2 separate regions of the Mus musculus genome follow, and region 2 is linked to region 1. The links are chromatin contacts, called in public HiCAR-type maps. All regions are on one chromosome and are shown on one strand. The core of a region is the stretch at or near the end of the contact, and the rest is flanking DNA. Distances in the headings are between cores, read along the strand shown. Region 1 overlaps Rasgef1b (RasGEF domain family, member 1B). Region 2 overlaps A930011G23Rik (RIKEN cDNA A930011G23 gene).

Evidence for each region. HiCAR-type assays count read pairs that join an accessible place to other places.
Region 2: a HiCAR-type map of astrocytes shows a contact between it and region 1, with 2.8 times the contacts expected there. The contact joins two enhancer-like sites. A contact is called at or near these places in 1 of 15 datasets of contacts at CTCF or cohesin (the NIH/3T3 cell line), 1 of 484 Hi-C or Micro-C datasets (bone marrow-derived macrophages), 3 of 115 datasets of contacts at active chromatin or transcription factors (astrocytes, bone marrow-derived macrophages and fibro-adipogenic progenitors) and 1 of 9 other capture datasets (embryonic stem cells).

What each region holds. Positions count from the first base shown.
Region 1 is chr5:99,216,743-99,220,289 of GRCm38.p6, forward strand. It overlaps Rasgef1b (RasGEF domain family, member 1B), which reads right to left. Exons shown (of 14, transcript NM_181318.4): 14 at 678-2,056. The coding sequence ends at 2,032. Among named protein-coding and RNA genes, the nearest start is that of Rasgef1b, 34 kb to the right of the region's middle. Within about 2 kb of position 1,794, at least 20 of the 459 cell types and tissues checked have an H3K27ac peak or open chromatin away from gene starts, as enhancers often do. A contact at or near this core is called in astrocytes, where this site is marked.
Region 2 is chr5:99,477,910-99,481,456 of GRCm38.p6, forward strand. The region is part of intron 2 of A930011G23Rik (RIKEN cDNA A930011G23 gene); the gene reads right to left. Gm42125 (a long non-coding RNA gene) reads right to left here. Exons shown (of 2, transcript XR_880471.1): 2 at 2,438-3,547. Among named protein-coding and RNA genes, the nearest start is that of Gm42125, 8.5 kb to the right of the region's middle. Within about 2 kb of position 1,797, at least 129 of the 459 cell types and tissues checked have an H3K27ac peak or open chromatin away from gene starts, as enhancers often do. A contact at or near this core is called in astrocytes, where this site is marked.

The DNA of each region.
Region 1 (3,547 bases), core at 544-3,043:
ATTTCCTCTTCTGTACCCTGGCCCTAAGAAGTGGCACTATTAGGAGGTGTGGCCTTGTTGGAGTGGGTGTGGCCTTGTTGGGGTGGGTGTGGCCTTGTTGGGGTGGGTGTGGCCTTTGTTGGAGTGGGTGTGGCCTTTGTTGGAATGGGTATGGCCTTGTTGGAGGAAGTGTATCACTGTGGGCTTGGGCTTTGAAGTCCTATGTTTAAGCTCCACCCAGGGCGGAAGAGTCTCTTCCTGGCAGCCCTCAGATGAAGATGTAGAACTCTCTTTCCAGCACCATGCCTGCCTAGATACTGCTGTGCTTCCCACCATGATGATAATGGACTGAACCTCTGAAACTGTAAGCCAGCCCCAATTAAATGTTGTCCTTTATAGGAGTTGCCTTGGTCATGGTGTCTCTTCACAGCAATGGAAACCTAACTAAGACAATAACTACGGGTGAAAAGGACGATGTTTGCATCTGTGCCTACAAACCTTAGACTGTGTCTGAAAAATATTAGTGGCTGAATGTTGCCTAGGATTTCTTTGTAGAAAACAAACGCGCATCTGTGCCTATATTCCTAAGGTCTTTCCCTCAGGAGTGGATGAATTTTGAACCAGTTGAATGGCTATGGCTATGAGCCCATCCCTCCACCCACAATTCCATCCAGAAAGCAAAAGAAGACGCCACAACTCCTGGCTGCAGAGCTTAAAATGTATTGACATTGTGAAGGGACAACTTGGAGACAGGCCAAGCCTGTTGAGATGACGCACGGTTAAGACATGCTGATTCTCAGGATGGCGTCAGAAGGGTTAACCAACATGGCTGGAACTTGGCATTGTGCATTTTCATTAGCAGGGGATCACTACTCTAAAGTTTCTCCTAGAGTATCGTAATGGCTGCCTGCAGAACAACTACAGACCTAATTTAGATGTTAAAGTTGATCAGAATTATCAGCAACCTGGTTTGCATTTGGTCACTGCTGCGGGGCGAGGAGGTAAGTTTTCTTAATGGATTCCTTGTTTATATGTTTAGCCACCAACTGACTCCAGAGAATAATGAAAAATAAGTTAGGAAAAAAAAAAAAAACGACTGTGTTTAGGTCATGGATCCTCCCCCCAAGACCCTTAAAGTCATAGCATTTACATTTATGGGGATGGGGCAGCATCATGGAAAACTAAGTTAACAACAACAAAAACAAAACCTACTGAAAAATACATCTATAGGACACAGTGGTCAGCTGTAAACAGCTCAGAAGGGTAAAGAAAACATGGTCCCTTCCCGCAGGATGAGCAATCCTACAGTGACCCTTCCTGCAGGATGGGCAGTCCGACAGTGACAATCTCTGCCTTTTTTCCCCCCTAGTGGCTATTTTCCTACCACAGTGTTGCGCTTCATTATTATATTAAATAACTTAATGGGTAAGAAGGAGTTTGCTAGCCAGCAGCCAACTCAAAGCCTTGGAGGAAGAGGGGGACGGGGGAGGGGTGTTGACAATACCGCACTGGGTAAGGGGATGTCTGCAGTAGAACCCCACCCAATCTTTGCCCTCACTGGAATACTGTTCAAGCTGAGGTCCAGGATCCAAACTTGGTGGGTGGGAGGGGTTTCCCCTCCCTCCCTCTCCCTTTTTCATTTAAATTAACAAAGAAACTTGGGCTTCCATAGAGCCGCACTCTGTGTAAGTTCCATTAGCAGCAAATGTTCAGGCCAAAAAAAAAAATATATCACAAACAAAAGTCCATCCAGGTGCAGAGCTGTGATTCACATGGAAATTCCAGAAGATGAATCATGCGCAGAGCCGGGGCTTTCAGAAGATTCTCCCTCAAGTGTCTTCAGTGACGATTTCAGTCTCAAAAGAGATCCAAGTCCATCTGTCAGCTGTGGGAAATGAATTTCCCGTCTGATCTACAGCTGGGCTTGCTTGCAGGGTCTGGGAGGCAGTCCCTAGTACTGGATGCCAGAAAACAAAGGCCAGCCCCTCCAGGGTCCTCTGATGCAGCAGTGGCAGCAGCAGCAGCAACAGCAGCAGCAGCATTTTCCAGATGTTAAACTCTGCCCAAAAGGCTGGACCTGTGGAATAAAGGAAACACTTTAAGGCAGAGGTCCAGTTGTATTGGCTCGGAATGCCTTGCTTAGTGTTCATCTCTTAGTGCTCATCTCTGCTACGTTTTTAAATGTGTCGTTTTCACAGAGTTGAAATGATGGGTTAGGGATCAAGGACTGACGTCCTGAATGGTCCTTCAGGCAAGACTGCTGGACACTTACTAGTTATTAATGGAGACAGCCAAAGCACTGCCTACGGTAATCTCTACCTTGAGTGGTATTCTATTAAATCAAAAAGTGCACAGCATTAATGACAATGAACTTTTATGTACGTGTGACACGCGTCTGGTTCACAGGCTTACTTACGTCTTAGGGCCTCAACTGCTGTGATAAAATGCAATAACCATGGGCAACTGGGGGAGGGAAGGGTTTATTTGGCTTACGCTTCCACGTCACAGGCCACCCTCAAAGGAAGTCAGGGCAGGAACCTGGAGACCAGACGCACTCTGTAGGTCAGGCTAGCCTCAAACATGTGGTTCTATTGCTCCAGCTTCCCAAGACCTAAGGGTCTAGGTGTGCCGACATGCCTGGCTTTCGACTCTCAAACACACGCCGGCCAGAAAAAGATTGTCCCTGAGCTTATACGGCTGTAAACAGATCCCCGGACGCGTGTCTGGATTCAGCCAGGATGCAGCCTTTCTCACATGATGTTCTAGTCCCACCGCTAAAGTCTTTGGTTTACATATATTAAATGCAGTGCACAGAGCCTTGAGCTATACTATTCAGTCTTTCCTGTCAAACCTTGGATTTGCAACCTAACTTCTGATCTACACCAGAACTGAGTAACTATAAAGAAATTATGGGTAGGCTTGGGTTTTTGTAACTCAGGAATCCATGAGCAATTCAGATACTGAGTATCTTGCAGAACCAATCTGTCTACTTATCCACGGCAAGGTTTCAGGTACTAAGAATCTTACCAAAGGCCCTGCTTGTTTGGGGACCGGAGGTGGGGGGAAGAGGGTGATGACAAAGAAGAAACATGATAGGCAAAGTTCACCCTAAAATATAAATTAAAGGAGTTAATACTCCATTTTTCCTTTGTTTTTGTGACATACGGTCTGACCCTGGAGCTTGTGCTGGTCTTAAACTCAGTTCCTCTTGCATCAGCTTCTTGAGTGCTGAGACTATAAGTCTGGGCTATTTCACCACACTGCCCATATTGGCATTGACTTTGGTGTATGTCTGAACTAGTCTTGATCATCTGGTATTATATTATGTCCTGGCTGCTTTTTGGCCTATTAAAATATCTTACATGCTTAAAATACAAATACTTGCAAATTTGTTTAAAAATACTAATAGAATAGCCAAAGGTTTGTTGTTTTTTTAACCTACAAATTATATTTTAAGTTCAGATTCTCTCTCTCAAACCAAAGGAGACCTGATTTCTGATTGTTAACTGATATCCCAACTTTAACTGATATTAATTTTAGTCAGTGTTTTTGTTGGGATCCCACCCAA
Region 2 (3,547 bases), core at 547-3,046, 260 kb after region 1:
TAGCAGGCCAGAGGTATGTGTGGCTAGATGGGGTAATGACCCAGAAGAGGCAATTAAGAAACAAGGACATTTATACACACTTACTCACACGCCTGTGCGCATGTGCGCGCACACACACACACATACACACACACACACACACTCGGAATGTTTTCCCCTTTGGCAAAGAGACTGATCCTGGGTATGACAAAATGAACTGTCCTGGCAGCAAAGTAGAGAAGGGCCTGAGAGCAGAGCTGAGAGACAGGACCTCCATTCCCCTCACCACCCTTGCCACCTTCTGCTGGAGAGATGGTGACAACCAACAGGCTACCTGGAAAGTGACCCTCTGGACATCACACGTGTTGCAGAGAAACAGCTTTGTCACATGTCCATCTTGGGCTAGTGACTTGTCTGACAGGGAAGGATTAAGTAAGAATTAAGAGAGATGCTCCAATGTGAAGGAATGAGAACTATGCTCAAAGCCAACAAAGACCGCCCCGAATTCCCATAATGGTTCTCACTTGTACGTTCACTTTTCTTCTGAGCAGACATTGTGCTCTTGTCATCTTGCCTCTGACAAATGATGCTCTCAGGGATGCTCTCAAACCTTTCTAGATGTCCTCTCACCCTGCCCTGACTCATTATTAATACTTCTCGTGATGGCCATCAACCTAATCCCTACCGACTCCTTATATGCACCTTTGGTTAGGCACCCATCTTTCCTTTCCATTACGCCGGTGTCTGCTATATTCTACACAGAAACAGCGCACAGTGGGTACGGTCACTAGCTGGAGGTGATTCCCACCTGTAATACGATAGGCATGTAGACTTCTGAGTTTATTAGGGGCCTTTGCTATTCCTGTGGCTTGTTAGCCTCAGTTCCCTGGATGTGGTATCTTCTGAAGGACTTTCAGTCTTGTTCTAACCTGGAGATAATCTAGGCCAAACGCTTATCCCTGCTGGCTGTGCAGCCTTGTGGAGTAAATAGATAGGCCCCAAGCCAGATGCCTGAGCTTGCTTCTTGCTGCCACCATGTACAGATGACCGAACTGAAGTCCCGACAATAGTAAAATGGAAACAAAGCAAGCCCTGTCCTATGTTGCTTCTTAGGAATGAGCCGTTAACTGTGTAAATGTTTGGGCTGGTTACCCTGGCACACAACAAGCTATTCTGAAGCATGAGGAAGCTGTCCATTGCTCCTGTCTTCCCTCAAGGAAAAAAAGAATCTAAAATAAGAAGTGGTGTTTATTTTAATGCCTGGTTCAATACAAATTTTAAGTGTAAGCGTCCCGGCAAAGTGTGTCTTCCCCTGTCAGGATGGCCTGTCTTGAGACTCTCACCCTCTGTGCCTGGTACAAAAGAAAGAAAGACAGGCCAAGGTGTCCTGGGACTGCTTCCTCCCTGAGTGACAGCTGGTGCTGTCAAGAGTCCTTACTGCTGCTGAGCACAGACCTTCTGGCAAGGGCTGGCGGCACAGAGGCGCCCAGTCTCCCTGCCCACCTGTCAGCCTCATCCAGGAACAGCAGAGATATTTGCTCTTTTCTTCCCCTGCGTCCAGCAAGCCCCAGCTCCTTCATTACTGCTTGCAGTCCCGGCCTGCCTCCCTTCACCCTCCCGGAATACAAACTCTCCAGCCTATTCTTCCAAGAAGGGGATTAGGCCCAATTAATCTCTGGACAAATGTCAAGGAGTCTGGGGGGAGGGGCCACCTTTCAAGTGCCGCGCCCCAAAGAGCAAATCAAGCCAGACGTGTGCCGCCCTGCTCGTCCGGCTCTGCACAGGGGCGAGCTGCGGCAGCTGCCAACACAATCAGCCAGGCCTTCTTAATCTCAGGCTTAGCTTCCAAGGGGGGCTCGCTTTCTTGCCAGCCTGTCCTGACAGACCGCAAACACCCGATGCTGGGGCTCCTCTGCCTCTGCCATCTGTGCGGTAGGGGGAGCTGGACAAGGAAGCCCTCCCCCACTCCACCCCAATCAGCCGATGGCAGCAGCCCTCTCTAACTCTGGTTTCCTCTCAGCTCCCAGGACGGCCTTCTTCTGTCTCAGCCCACCCTCAAAGGGCCTGCCATTCATTTCCAAGGCAGCCTGTGCTCGAAGAGAAGAGACCTAGAAGGAAAAGACTCTGGCAAACACTCAGGCAAACAGGCTTGGGTGTGAGTGATGGGAATTTGTAATTTGTCATAAAAATTATCTGATACCACAGATTCCATTGACCTGACAGAGAGAAGCCTGGAAGGACCCTGGGAATTTTTTTTCCTTTCTTTGCTATGATTCACAGAAAGACTTAATCCAATCCATGTGGGGTGTGGTTGTCCTTGCAAAACTCCTTGAAAAGTGTTTCTCAGACGCTACCTAAAATCACTCCAGCTTTTTTATTTTACATGCTATTGACTAGTAATGTAACATGCTTCTTTTTATTCTCTCTCTCTCTCTCTCTCTCTCTCTCTCTCTCTCTCTCTCACCCTCTCTCTCTCTCTCTCTCTCCAAAACCTGGCTTAACCAGCAGGCTATTAAATAGTACTTCCACCTGCTACAGCCCAGTGAATCAGTAATTAATTCTCATAATGGTGATCTGGAAAGATTTCTAGAGTCCCCCGGAAGATCCAAGAACTCTCTCCACCCCACTGGCTACCCTGCTGGCTAGGCATATGCTCATGGGAGTGGGTGAGAGACAGTCAGGTGTCCAGGCCTGGTGGTAACACACACTAGCTGTGTGACCTTGGGTAAATTACTTAACCTTTCTGTCTGCTGCCATTTTCGAATCTGCAATATGGGGATGTGATGTTTATTTAAAAAGAAGATGGCTCGTCCTCTAGCTAGGGGCTGTGTTCTGTGAACCAAACACTGCCAAACGTTTTATCTGAATTATCTCATTTAACTCTCACAACTGCTGGGTCAGTATTCAGTGCATTTCATGATGCTCTAATTGGTCCAGAATTACATACCATGGCACCTATGGTGGTGCTAACAAGAGTATCTGATTGGCATAAGCATCTTCCTTCTGTTGGATGGCACGAGCAGCCTGCTTTACAGTTACAGTCATTACCTAAAATGCTTTTGTGCTGAGGTGCCTTGCAATTCACAAGACAGTGTGGCTCACATAACCAAGGCATGGTCTGAGGACCATCTTGGCATTGAACACAGGAAGATTCATGCAGCAAAACACGTGAATGTCCTCCCTAGACAGGAGGAGAAAGAGCCGCCTAACATCTCAGGGTAGATCTTGTTATCGAAACAACCCAGTACAGGCGGAACTGACTCTAAATAAATAAGTTAGAGAGGAAAGATGTTGATGGACGTTCAGATTTTCAGGACTTCATCAAAATGATGTGGAGCCCTGTTAAGATCAAGGGCTAGGCTTCTAGTTCCAGTTCTGACGGGAGTTACTATGCTGTGATCTTGGAAAGGTGTGAGGCTACTACAGTAACCTGACTTTTGTCAACAAATCCGGTCATCGGTCCTGCCTGGGGTAATATGCAGCCCTAGCTGTGAAGCTCAAATGGGGTAGGATTGTTCACTCTTTGTATGAGTAAAGTGTTCTGCGAACTCATGTTGTTTATCACCTT